Linked DNA regions of Mus musculus: region 2 is linked to region 1. A link is a contact called in public Hi-C data. All regions are on one chromosome and are shown on one strand. The core of a region is the stretch at or near the end of the contact, and the rest is flanking DNA. Distances in the headings are between cores, read along the strand shown.

Region 1 (7,019 bases), core at 3,309-5,808:
ATATATTGTTGTCTTAGACCAAGAATTAACGTCTTTTAATTCAATTCCTGTAAAATATTGTACTGGCTAGTTTTGTGTCAACTTGACACAACTGGAGTTATCACAGAGAAAGGATCTTCAGTTGAGGAAATGCCTCCATGAGCTCCAACTGTAAGGCATTTTCTCAATTAGTGATCAAGGGGGAAAGGCCCCTTGTGGGTGGGGCCATCTCTGGGCTGGTAGTCTTGGGTTCTATAAGAGAGCAGGCTGAGCAAGCCAGGAGAAGCAAGCCAGTGAAGAACATCCCTCCACCTATAGGGTTGCAGATCCCTTTAGCTCCTTGGGTACTTTCTCTAGCTCCTCCATTGGGATCCCTGTGATCCATCCAATAGTTGACTGTGAGCATCCACTTCTGTGTTTGCTAGGCCCCGGCCTAGTCTCACAAGAGACAGCTATATCTGGGAGCTTTCAGCAAAATCTTGCTAGTGTATGCAATGGAACTCTTGACTATAGCTGCATATGTATCAAAAGATGGCCTAGTCTGCCATCACTGGAAAGAGAGGCCCATTGGACACACAAACTTTATATGCCCCAGTACAGGGGAACACCAGGGACAAAAAATGGGAATGGGTGGGTAGGGAAGTGGGGGGAAGGGCATGGGGGACTTTTGGGAGAGCATTGGAAATGTAATTGAGGAAAATACATAATAAAAAATATTAAAAAAAAAAAAGAACATCCCTCCATGGCCTCTGTATCAGCTCCTGCTTCCTGACTTGTTTGAGTTCCAGTCCTGACTTCCTTTGGTGATAAACAGCAGCATGGAAGTGTAAGCCGAATAAACCCTTTCCTCCCCAACTTGCATCTTGGTCATGATGTTTGTGCAGGAATAGAAACCCTGACTAAGACAAATTGGTACCAGAACTGGGGTATTCCTGTGACAACCTGACCATGTTTTGGGGAGGACTGTGGAAGGACTTTGGAACTTTGGGTTTGAAGATCCATCCATTGTTAAGAGCTCTGTCGGATGTTGTGTAGGAGCTTGGAAGATAATGTTGAGAACACTGCAGAAGATGGAGGTCTGGTTTGTGAAATTTCAGAGGGAAAATTACTCTTTTCAGGGCCATTGCTGTTTTGATTGTGAAGATTCTGTAGTTCTGGTTAGCTGGGGCTGAAGAATCAGCTGTGATTAACAAGATACCAGAACTACCAAAGCAAAAACTTTGCATTACTGGGACTATTGATGCTGGTTAGCTGGAGCTAAGAAATTAGCGGTGATTAAGAAGAGATCAGCATCATTGAGGTGACATCTTCTGGGAAGTGTTTTCTGAAAGCACAAAGAGGCTGTGTTCCAGAGATGGCCAAGGATGTACTCCTGCTGCAGCAGGACTTGGTAATATGTAAGGGTCACCCAGGTGGTACTGGTTTTGAAGGCATGAAGGGGTCACACAAAGCAGCTGAGGCTCGGCACTGTGCGAGGCCATGGAAGGCCATTGGTGAAGGAAGGTGCAGCCTCAGTTGCAATTGAAGGCCCAGAACTGAAGGGGTCATGCAGTGTTTTGGAGATGCCAGTACCATGAGATGACCACCAAGAGCAGCAGCAGCAGTGGAGTAGAGGCATCTGGAGCCTAGAGGATGACACGTGTGCTACAAAGGGCATGGTTGGAGAAGTGACCCAAGCCCTTGGAGGAGCCCAGAAGATTGTGAATTGGATCCCAGACATTGGATGGTTGGAGATTGATTTTTGCTTTTGATTGTGACTGTGCCCTGATATTTTCCCTCTTGAAGGAAGAAACTGTTTTAGTGGAGCCCACAATTAAGAGACTTTTAATTGTTAAAAGACTTTGGATTTTAAAAGAGATGGATATTTTAAAGAGATTGAAATTTTAAGAATATGTAAAGACTGGGACTTTTAAAGTTATTTAGATCTTGGGGATGAATAAGATTGTAAGGGTTGAGGCTTACTAGTGATGTTTTTGTGTGTCAAGTTGACAAGGGGTCAATTGTACTGGCTAGTTTTGTGTCAACTTGACACAGCTGGAGTTATCACAGAGAAAGGAGCTTCAGTTGAGGAAATGCCTCCATGAGATCCAACTGTAAGGCATTTTCTCAATTAGTGATCAAGAGGGAAAGGCCCCTTGTGGGTGGGACCATCTCTGGGCTGGTAGTCTTGGGTTCTATAAGAGAGCAGGCTGAGCAAGCCAGGAGAAGCAAGCCAGTAAAGAGCATCCCTCCATGGCCTCTGTATCAGCTCCTGCTTCCTGACCTGTTTGAGTTCCAGTCCTGACTTCCTTTGGTGATAAACAGCAGCATGGAAGTGTAAGCCGAATAAACCCTTTCCTCCCCAACTTGCATTTTGGTCATGATGTTTGTGCAGGAATAGAAACCCTGACTAAGACAAATATTTTCTATTCCTTTTACTTATGTACTTAATTTTTGTTTGTTTGTTTGTTTGGCTTTTTGCCTGGCTGGATTTTAGCATCTTTATTGCTACACAGAGAACTTGCTACTTATTCCTTTCATCGTTTTCTCCAAATAAAATAAGAGTGAAGCAAATCATGAGCAGGGTAGCCAACCAAATCTCATTCTTCCTAAGCAAAGTGCTGTTTCCAAAACACAAAAGGAAAATTTTGCTATAGTTCTGTACCATGGAGGCCAGGTCCAACATGTTGGCTCTTAAGACCTACTGACTTACGCTTCACAAACTAGGCACCAAGGGCTTTCTTTGAGGAAATAAAACATTCTCTCAACATTATTTGATAGATAATCCCCAGAGTATATTATCTATTAGCATTTATATACCTTATACACAAAGACAGTCATGTAGAAAGTCAATCTCTAGTATATAACTAAGCAGAGTGTTCTGCTTACATGATACCACTTATGTATCCTCATAAAGGAATAATTGTGATGAGAGAGATATAAACATGGTAGGGTGACTATTATTTTTGAGCAATTAATATTATTGTGACATTACTGTTTGTCTGATGGGTGAATCCTATGGAGACAGGGGAGCTATTTTTAAGTTCCTGAGGGGCTATCATGAAGTAATAATTAGCTTATGTTGTTCTATATGAAGTCAAGTATTAGGCATTAGATTCAACTTTAAGTTATTAGCGAGCATGCCAATCTCCATATAAGAAGCACTTAATTATCTCTGTGGCACTAGATCATAGGCTGCTTGGGCAGGCAAAAACTTTCTAATGATGATTCCTTGCTAAGATGATTAGGAAAGAAAGTTGAAGATGGATATTTAAAAGATGAATGTCTCTTTAAAAAAACAAAAGCTAATATAAGAATTAATGATAAGAGAAACTTTCCATAGCAATGTCTCCACATGTGTTGCCTAGGCATCATCTCATTTAGTATTCAGCATGAGGTCAATGATGCCCATGAAGTTGGGACATCCTACTCATCTTATAAATACCAAAGAATTGAAATGGTGTGCCCATGTCATAGACATAAAGAATGAAGCTGAAAGTAAATTAATAAATGCCCAGCTACCCAGCCATAAAACAAAGGCAGGAATGAACAACTGATTACTTGTTTGGGTTCTATGTGTGGGTGTGTTCATACATGCAAATGAGGACACATAGCCATTCTACACTTTGTGCATAGAAGCCACACAAAGAATATAGATGTCATTTCTCATCTTCTACCTTGATTGAAACAAGGACACTTGTTTTTGACACAGCGTATACCAGGCTAGCTGGCCTGTAAGCTCCCAGGAGTTCTGTCTCCATCTTCCAAGTCACTATGAGAACCCTAAGAGTTCAGAGATACACTATTGCACCCAGGGCTGCTTGTCTCTAGAGATTCAAGTTCAAGTACTTAGGCTTGCATGACAAATGTTTACCCACTGAGCCATCTTCTTAACCCTGAACATCTGATCTTTTTTACTTCAAGAAAAACTTATAAACTTTAGGAATTATGGAAGTAAAATAACTCGAAGAGAGGCATGATGACTAAATTTAAGTTAATAAAGTAAGAGTTCGTTTTTGAGGCAATCCTGACCCAAGCAGAGGGCATGTACATCTTGTGACTGTTGAGAAGGTTTGAAGTCAATGGAAGTAAAAAAATAGATAGACCAGACACAGGTTATTAGAATTATACAAAGCCAGGCCACCACAGTCTCAGGTTTAGTGTTCTTGCTTTAAGTATATTATTTTAGAATGGATGTATAGAATTTAAGAATCTTTAAGAGCTGAGGTGGAAGTATCACCATGGAGAAATTAATGTATTGTTAGTCTTCTAAATTTACTAGCCATTGATCCAAAGCAACATTATGAGCTATGTCTAAAGAGTGATTTGTGCTGATCTCCTATGAGCAACTTGAAAGTTTGGATGGGCATTATGATACATTCACACACACACACACACACCCCTCACTGACACCCAAATGGCTGTGTTCTAGATTCTGAAGACTTGTTAGAAAAATGACATAAACTTCTGGCTTCATGGTTCTTAAATTTAAGGAGTAGAGGAGACAAAAATAATATACAAATATTGATGTATACTGGGAGTTGTGTTATGGGGAAGCAAAATAGAACATGACAAAGGGGTTGGCAGTCTGCAAAGGAGCTCTACCGCTTTCATCCTAGTTGCAGAATAGGAGGTATTTGTGAAAAGCTTGGAGGCAGATGGAGAAGCAAGCCGTGCAGATATTTCAGGACAGATTGTTCTAGAGACAAGGAACAGCTGAAGCACACATTGCTCAGAAGTTAATATAAATTTAGGTCCAAAGAACAGTGAGGCATGGAAGGTTAAGGCTCAGATGAGGTCTGAGGGGAACAACATAGTGCCCTGTGGACTTCCATAAGTGCGTTATTGTCCATCTTTACAAGACCATTAGCCTCTCTTTCACAGGCAGGGAAAGTCCTTCCAAAATTCAGAATATAACAGGATCATAGGCTAAATACTTTTTAAACTTAGAAAACAGATATTCCAATATTCGAACATGCCCATGAGAAATGGGTTATTTGGGCAGGTATTTTTATTTTTATTTATTTTTATTTTTTTCCATTTTTTATTAGGTATTTAGCTCATTTACATTTCCAATGCTATACCAAAAGTCCCCCATACCCACCCACCCCCACTCTCCTACCCACCCACTCCCCCTTTTTGGCCCTGGCATTCCCCTGTACTGGGCCATATAAAGTTTGCATGTCCAATGGGCCTCTCTTTCCAGTGATGGCCAACTAGGCCATCTTTTGATACATATGCAGCTAGAGTCAAGAGCTCCGGGGTACTGGTTAGTTCATAATGTTGTTCCACCTATAGGGTTGCAGATCCCTTTAGCTCCTTGGCTACTTTCTCTAGCTCCTCCATTGGGAGCCCTGTGATCCATCCATTAGCTGACTGTGAGCATCCACTTCTGTGTTTGCTAGGCCCCGGCATAGTCTCACAAGAGACAGCTACATCTGGGTCCTTTCAATAAAATCTTGCTAGTGTATGCAATGGTGTCAGCGTTTGGATGCTGATTATGGGGTGGATCCCTGGATATGGCAGTCTCTACATGGTCCATCCTTTCATCCCAGCTCCAAACTTTGTCTCTGTAACTCCTTCCATGGGTGTTTTGTTCCCACTTCTAAGGAGGGGCATAGTGTCCACACTTCAGTCTTCATTTTTCTTGAGTTTCATGTGTTTAAGAAATTGTATCTTATATCTTGGGTATCGTAGGTTTTGAGAGAGAGAAACAATTGTTAGTTCCAATCTAACCAAATAATATGAATGAAATGTTCTTTAGATAGCTTCTTTCCACTCACCTGAAAGAGAATCTGTCTCTGCATTAGTGGCACCCTCTCTCTCTCTCTCCCCTCTTCCTAACACAGCTGCCACAAAGATTCTCTACTTTTTTCCAGATTTTTTTTCCTCAGTTCAATCACTTCATTTGACCAATGAGAAGCATTTCTTTTTTTCTGGTCCAAGCATCTATTTTCCAAAGTGGATCCACAAAAAAGGCTTGCTCATCACTCTGTATGATGAGCCTATAAAATGTTCATCCAAGGAAACAAATTTCCTAAAGCTGATTATGCTGCCAAAGAAAAGAAAATCCTGTGCATGTTGTTATTCTCTGTTGTCTAATACTTAAAAAGGATGATCTTAAATAAAATTTGCATCAGGTTTTGTGAGAGAAGGTAATTTAGGTCTTTGTTGAAGACATCTCCACCTCTTACTTCAGAAATAGATGATGTTTGGGAATCTGGGAATATCAGTAGAATGCTTGATACTAGGTGAAGGGAACACTTCATTTCTGCTTCTGAACCTAAAGCCAGAATATTCTTGAGTTATCTGTAATCTTAGCCATGCCTGGGATGAGTTAGGAAGCTCTTGTTATGGAGTACCTAGAGGGCATGTGATCTTGAAAATCTGCTTCTTCAATTTATTTAAGTAAATTAAAGTTGTGGACACAGAGAGGCATGTCACTGAGAAGGGAGCCAGAAGAGAAAGAGGTAGCTCTGAATGAAGGAGGGGACATATGAGGGGTGGAAGCCGGGCTTTGACATTTGCCTAATCCTTATCTATTTGAACAGAAAAGGAGGCCATAACATATGTCTCAGAAGCACCCACATGTTCCACCCTTGGAAAAAGTGATATCATAGGCAGGATTAACAAGCCCTCAGATCTACATTACAATAAAATCCAGGACTGCAATGCTTATGTTACCAGAGATTCCACTATCAAATCAGGATAGCAGAAAATAATAGACACACAGAGATGTCCCTATACACATTCATTCCAGAAATGCAACTGAAGTTTTCCATCCCTGTTATTCACACTTGAACATAGAATCTTGACTTCACATAAGACCAAATGCATTTATAATCTAATCTTAGCATGCATACATGAAAACCACACAGGTAGCAACTTGCCGCAGTAACACTCCAACTATGCATTAAAATAACATAGAGAAGTGTTTTTTTTTTTTTAATTTGACTGATTCAGGACATATCTCACCGTGCATATTTAAATTATTTATACCTTAGGAAATATATATCCCAAGAGATTACATTATGCAGCTAACCTCGAAGATCAGGAGCTTA
Region 2 (7,019 bases), core at 2,644-5,143, 560 kb after region 1:
CAAAAGAGAGTAAAACACATAAAAGTTAAAAAAAAAAAAAAAAAAAAAAAAAAAGCTCACAGTCAAGAAAACGCCAAGAGAGTTAAATGATAATGTTCAAAATGAAAGTAAAATCTGTAAATTTTATGATTTTCAAGGGTTAATGCATAAAACATGGGAAAGTCGCAAACTGAATAAGAAGACAACAAATTTTATGATTTAAAATTAACAAAAGATCTGAAAAGAGATTTCATGGGAAACCACAAGGCAATGAGCAAGACAACCATGTTAGCACAAACAAGCCGGAGCCCTGCAGGTTAAGCATATCCTGTTATTCCCTATAGAAGCTGTGCGAGATATTTAGACAAAAGTAGCGCCAGTGAGGACAAAGAGAGAGAAGATGCCTTCCTCACCACTGATGGGGACACAAATTAATTCCACCAGTGTGGAAATCAGTGTGGATATTCCTCAGAATTACAGTTACCACCACTGCTGTGTGTGTATACATACATATATTTAAACATGACAATATGTGAAAGGAAACCAATATATTGAAGAGATAACTGCACCCTTAGATACACTGTGGTATTATTCACAATAGTCAAGGCTATAAGTCACAAGACACAAAGGATCAACCTTGATGCCCATTCCTTGATGAATGTCACATATAAACACACACACACACACACAAAAAACTCATACACACACAAACACTATTCAGCCTTAAAATGAAGAAAATTTTGTCATTGCAAGAGTACCTGTGAAATTGGAGAATATTCATTTTAAGTTGAGAATGGCCTGGCACAGGAAGTGAAATACCACATGAACTCCTCACAGGAAGTGAAACACCACAGGATCTCACCTCTGTGGACTAGGAAATCATGTTAAACTCACAAAAGTAGAGAATGGCTACCAGCCACAGGAGAAGACATTGGTCAAAAGACAGAACTTTAATTAGACAGGATGAACAATTTTAAGAAATCTATTATGCAATATGCCAACATTTTTAAAAGAATGCAATATACTTAAAAATTACCAGATTTTAAGTATTTTTACCACAAAAAAATGTGTAACCTACTATGTATGTTAATTAATTTATTCATTACTATATGTGTAATTTCACATCAACATGCTGTCGATAAATAGACACCTTTTTTCAGAAAATTTAAAATTATAAAAAAATCTTTTAAGGAAGGAGCATTTATGTTAAATTATGTGTGCTATGTGTGTTACTGTTGCCTAAAATACCTCTCAAAACTTGGTAGTTTAAATAAACACATTTTCTGATGATTCTAGATGCAAACTGCGCTTGGTAAAGCACTGATTGCTGGCTGTGCCCTAACTGAGGCTGCACAGTCCCCTGACAGCTCAGCTGGGGTAGGCCGCCTCCCTCTACCAGGTTCTGACTATTTATTCTCTGTTGGCAGACTACCAAAGGACTATCAAGGCTACTTACAAAGGTGACTCAGAGTAGGAAGTTACTGTAAACACCAACTACCTAGTCTCTTAGGACCTGAAGGTGAGGATTTCCCAAGGGGCCACTCTGGCATGGAGGAAGGAGCACTGACTGCATCATGCCAAGAGCAGACGATGCTCTCCCTGCCCTATCCTTGTAGGCACTCTGCCACCAAGCTGCTGCACTTCATTGTTTACTGAACACATGCTTCCCTGAAGATGGAAATTAAAAATTGTCTTTCCATTCCTCTGTACCATGAAGGCTGTACAAACAAACATGGGCAATATGTTCAATAGGAGCCAACTCAAAGAACTAATCCTCTAGGGGGGTCAGTACAGAAGGTGTGATTTAAAATTTGACCCTAAAGAAAGAAAAGCTAAAAATGGAAAGGAAGGGGAGAGTTAGCTGGAGGGGAGGAAAAATAATTAAGAAGTAGAAATTGACTCACTTTAAACACCATGGGGTTGTTTGAATCCCGAAATGATCCAGTATGTCACCTCAACATTCGACATGAATTTCTTCTGTCTGGACAGTTTAAAATGTCTGTACCTCTTGCCTTAGAAATGTTATGATTTGGAATTAACATCAGCTCACTCTTATCTCTAGCCTGCGCATTGTTTGTGTACCCATGTATATGCCTAAGTATGTGTGTGAACTGGAGTGGCAGACATCTGAAGATCAACACTGGGTAGAAAGAAAAAAAAAAAAAAAAAAAAAAACAAGAACACTATCGTGTTATAAGATTTGAAGAATAAAAAGTCAAGATTCAGGAGACAGACCTCAAGTATAATTTCTACAAAAAGAACAAAAGATATTATTCAAGGATCTCACAGCAACAATCATGATGCTGTTCAATTAAAAGGAGCCAAGTCTCACATTCCAAAAATTTCCATCAGATGCAAATATGCATGCTACTGTGAGCATCTTCACACCATATGTGATGGGTTTCATCACACACACACACACACACACACACACACACACACACACACACAATCCTCATATATTGAGCATTCTGTCATTTTCAAATCCAATAATGCTACTAAACACTATCAAAATGACTGAGCATAAGAAAACGCTGCTAAATATCCAAGCAATAGTCCAATAAAGTAACACTAAATATGAATATGGTTCTCTTCACATGGCGAAAGCGAACGTTTTTATTTAATGGAATGGGAAAGAGAATCTTTGGTGTTCAAGTTTTAAAGTCATGCAGCTATACAAAAAGCTTTCACTTAGCTGTACTTAAAAGAAAAAAAGAACCCTAGCAAGTATTCACGGAGAGGTGCAGAGAAAAATGACTTAAACTGTCTAATACATACAAATGTAAGTGTTTCTATAGGTAGAGGGGATAAGGAGGGAAAAGGGAAGGAAGTGTTGTCAGGCACACCCCACTCTGGAACAAATAGGCCTTATCTGTATTCTACAGCTCTCGAATATTCACCAGAATTAGGGCTGATGTCTGGTAATCAGCCACTCTCTGCTGCTTTACATTCAGGGATGGGGCCAGGCCAAGTGAGCAACATACATCAGATCAGATCACTAGCTATATTGTTCGGGTTGATTTTAATTGCCTGAAAAGTGTCATTACCATCTTCTGCAATGTGCTAAGTTATTTTAGAGAGTGCCTATTTCCATGTAAGAAATAAAATTGGACTGTTCCTGTAAGAACATGCAGAGGAAGATTCAGTTTGACTGTAGCTTTGGTGGCATGAAAAACCGACCCAGATCTGATCATATAAACAAATGTTTGTTACCTGTAGAATTTGCAAATGTATTTTGGGAAATCAACCCAGATTCTCTCTCTGATGACCGGAGAGAACCACCCAAATGTCATGTCTAGTTTGAAAAAATTCTTGCAGGTTTTATTTCCACGGTTACTCTTACATCCAGCAGCTTCAAGGTGAGAGAATTCATGAAATTTAAGAACCAGAAATATTTCTACAGAAAAGATATATGGAAATAGATTACTCCAAACCTAGAAGACATTTGCAAAAATATATAACAGTGACTGCTAACATGAAAATGCTATCTCTTGAGATATTTGTTCTTTAAATCAAAATCCTAGATATGAGCACCAATGCAGGAGACAGAATGCTATTCATACTCTCATGGGGCCCAGGTTTTTAAAATGGTGAAAACTGAATATTGCCTATATTCTGGTTAACAGCAATCATGTGAATAAGTTTAGAAATAGAATCAACTCCTATTTTGATATATGCTACTTTCCTCTTACAATTCTTTCTTTCTTTATTTTTAGTTGAAAAACAGATTAAGGAGGCTCGCGTGAGAAGCTTCAGAAAGTCTTCTAGGGACTGAAAAAAAAATCTCTGTTAGCTCAGCAGGGCAAGAACACGCTTCTGCAGGGAGACAACAAGGGCTGGAGAAACAGAGCAGTGGGCAGAGTGTTAAGATACTCAGCAGTGACATAAAAGCCAGCCAGAGAGGCACATATGCACAAACCCAGCACTGTGTTAGTCAAAGACAGGAGGATCCTGGGAGCTTGCTGGCCAGCAGGTCTACCCTAATCTGTGAGATACAGGTTCAGTGAGACACCACCTGTCAAAAATGTCCTTGATATTGAAGCTACCTGTAAGGGAAGCAATTGAGAAAGACATCTGACACTCATTTCTTATGCACACGCGTACACACAAACACACACACACACACACACATGCAGGAATAAGCAACAAGAGAATGTTAGCATTTCTTTTTTTTCAATTTTTTATTAGATATTTTCTTCATTTACATTTCAAATGCCATCCCGAAAGTCCCTTATACCCTCCCCCCCCCTCCAGCCGCCCTGCTCCCCTACCCACCCCCTCCCACCTCTTGGCCCTGGCATTCCCCTGTACTGGGGCATATAAAGTTTGCAAGACCAAGGGCCATTTCTGCAGGATGTGGGGCTGCCAGTGAACGTATGGGTACTGAAGCAATGATACCCACAAAGCCTCCCTCTCCTTGTTCCTAAATATCTGTTTACTGCTTAGCAGGACATGCTTTTGATTTGTTGTGACTCAGTCATTTACTTGTTTATTGCAGATGTTCATATTTTATGAAAATAAAATGAATTTTGAGACTCTTGAATTGCTTCAATCCACTAAAATCAGATCATTATTATATGAAGAGCAACATTCAGGACATAGAACCTTTAGCTTATTATTACTTTAAAGAAAAAAATTCTATTTATTATAGGATTTTCTTTTCTTTCTTCTTTTCCTTTTTTAGGATTTTGGGTTTTATTTATTTATTTATTTATTTATTTATTTATTTATTTGAGAGAGGGATTTTCTGTGTACCTCTGGCTGTCTTAGAACTCACTCTGTAGACCAGGATGTTCTGGAACTCAGAGACTCAAAGATCCACCTGTCTCTGCCTCCTAAGTGTTGAGATTAAAGACCTGCACCACCACCACCAGATTGTAAAGGGATTTTTCTAAATTCTAATCATATATATCATTTGCTATCAACTTATGACCTATCACTCAAAAATTCATAAGTAAAAATATCTTACAAGTATACATCTAAATGACTGCAAGCAGCCCCATATAACTGAGCAGAACTCAATAAAAAAAAAGGTAGACTTTAATTAAATTGATATTTAACAAATTCTTAATATGGATGTATTGTTCCAGAATATTAGAAAAGGCAGATATTAAACAATTTTACAGTACTAAATTATAGTCCATCCTCCCTAAAACTAAGTACTTTTTAAGAACGGCTGAATATAGAAGTCTCAGTGGTTTTACAGGGTATGAGGACCAAATGGCTCAACATCACCCTGCTAAATGGCAGGGCTAGAAGTAAAGGCTTCTCTGCAGAGGCCAAGCCAATCTGAGTTGAAATAGGTGATTGCAGCAGACTGGAAGTCCTACACGTTTTAGAGTTCTACATGGTTTAGACACACAAACGGAACAGGAGAAGACTTAAATTCTAAGAAAAGTTTAAGAGGTCCCCTTGCAACCAGAAAGCTATGTGCAGGGTAGAATTAGCATAAAGAAGTCATAAGATGATAGGCTGTGTCAACAACATTTTCCTTTTTCATCTCAGCAGGGAGGTATCCAGTGACCCGAAGACTTGAATTCATGGCTTAATACAACTTCTAGGATCGGACAAACCAGGAGCAAGACAAAGTGTGGAGATTACTTCTTAACCAGGTTTATTTTTTGTGCCAGGTACAGAGGTAGAAGTGTTTAGATATTCAGCTAACATAAACTGACATAGGTATACAGAGTGGTGTGTTTCCATTCTATTGAAAGCTACAAGAACAAAGGTAGCAGACAGTTCAACAGCATATTGAGGACACCTGGGTAGATGATGCTGACAGAGACACTGAGAGAAGGAATCACCAAAGTCAAACTGAAAATGAATTCTACTTATTCATGATGACTTTGAAAGAGCAGATATCCCAGAGACCTAAGATATGGTGCCAGTGAGACAGGAAGAACACAACACAAATCAACAGCAGACTTCTGCTGAATGAGAACCACCTGGTAAAGATCATTGGTCACAGGGATGCTAGGAGCAAACAATGCAAACTCACCCTCCAAAATCTCAGTGCTCATGGGTTTCTCGAGCACCAATTTGAATCACATACTATAAAAGGCTGCACACAGGACACAAACAGTGCCTACTTACAAAACGCTCACTGGGAATCAGGCAGTGAAATGGACAGTTCCACGTGATGAGAAGGGCTATGAGGAAAATGAACATACAGAATCTAGAGAGGACTCCTATTATGCATTAGATACACAACAAAAAAGCCCTCTATGAGTCTGTAGAGTCAAAACCATGGGCTAAGGGCTGATCAGCAATCAAAACTCCATGGGCCTATGTCTGAGTATGAGTATTTGTTTATGAATGAGCACTTCACGGCCATTCCAAAGCTGGGAAAGCTTTGAAGAAAAGTGAGCAAGTCAAAGTCACTCAGGATGCGCTTGCTCCCAAAGCATGGTATAAGTGCTTAAATCCCACTTAGCTCCATGGGTGATGTTCAGTAGATTGTATTTTATGTGGAGTGCAATCAGAAATCATTTAAACATTATGTATAGAAGAGTAACTAATTTAACGCATGTATGGATGTATATATGCATGTATGGGTGATGCGTGTTCCAGTTGGGTAGAATGATATGGAACACCAAGTGTGAAAGGAGACAGAGAACCTGATGTAGTGGCCTGGAAGGAGAAGGTGGTGATGTGGAGCAGGATGATTTAGATGGAGAAGGATGAAGGCAGGAAATGTGAGGAATAGCTCAGAGTCCAAATCAAAAGACTTGAAGCACACTGTTGCTCCAGTTTCTGCAGGCAGGAATATCTGAAGTAGAGTAACAGTCTTCAGAAATCTTTATCCTATTAAAATAATACATCACCAGGCTCATTTATCAGTAATGGAAAGTAGGTTGGTTGCAAGGATATCATGTCTTAACGGCTGAAAGATAATCAAAGTCAAGTGACTTAGAAAATAAATGAGAGAAAATTGTTCTCCTGTTTTACAAAATTTACAACCTGAGTTAACAGCACCTAAGAGAATGCAGTGGAATTGCTATAACAGATATAATCTATTTTTCCAAATGCCAATATGTCTG

What was found. A called contact is a pair of places that touch in the nucleus more often than the background predicts.
Region 2: a contact with region 1 is called in a Hi-C map of cortical neurons, with 2.0 times the contacts expected there. The contact joins two enhancer-like sites. A contact is called at or near these places in 3 of 484 Hi-C or Micro-C datasets (cerebral cortex, cortical neurons and forebrain) and 1 of 115 datasets of contacts at active chromatin or transcription factors (forebrain).

What each region holds. Positions count from the first base shown.
Region 1 is chr6:101,988,428-101,995,446 of GRCm38.p6, forward strand. No RefSeq gene overlaps it. Among named protein-coding and RNA genes, the nearest start is that of Gm9871, 220 kb to the left of the region's middle. Within about 2 kb of position 4,559, at least 6 of the 459 cell types and tissues checked have an H3K27ac peak or open chromatin away from gene starts, as enhancers often do. A contact at or near this core is called in cortical neurons, where this site is marked.
Region 2 is chr6:102,553,873-102,560,891 of GRCm38.p6, forward strand. It overlaps a transcript of Cntn3 not described here. Among named protein-coding and RNA genes, the nearest start is that of Cntn3, 93 kb to the left of the region's middle. Within about 2 kb of position 3,894, at least 18 of the 459 cell types and tissues checked have an H3K27ac peak or open chromatin away from gene starts, as enhancers often do. A contact at or near this core is called in cortical neurons, where this site is marked.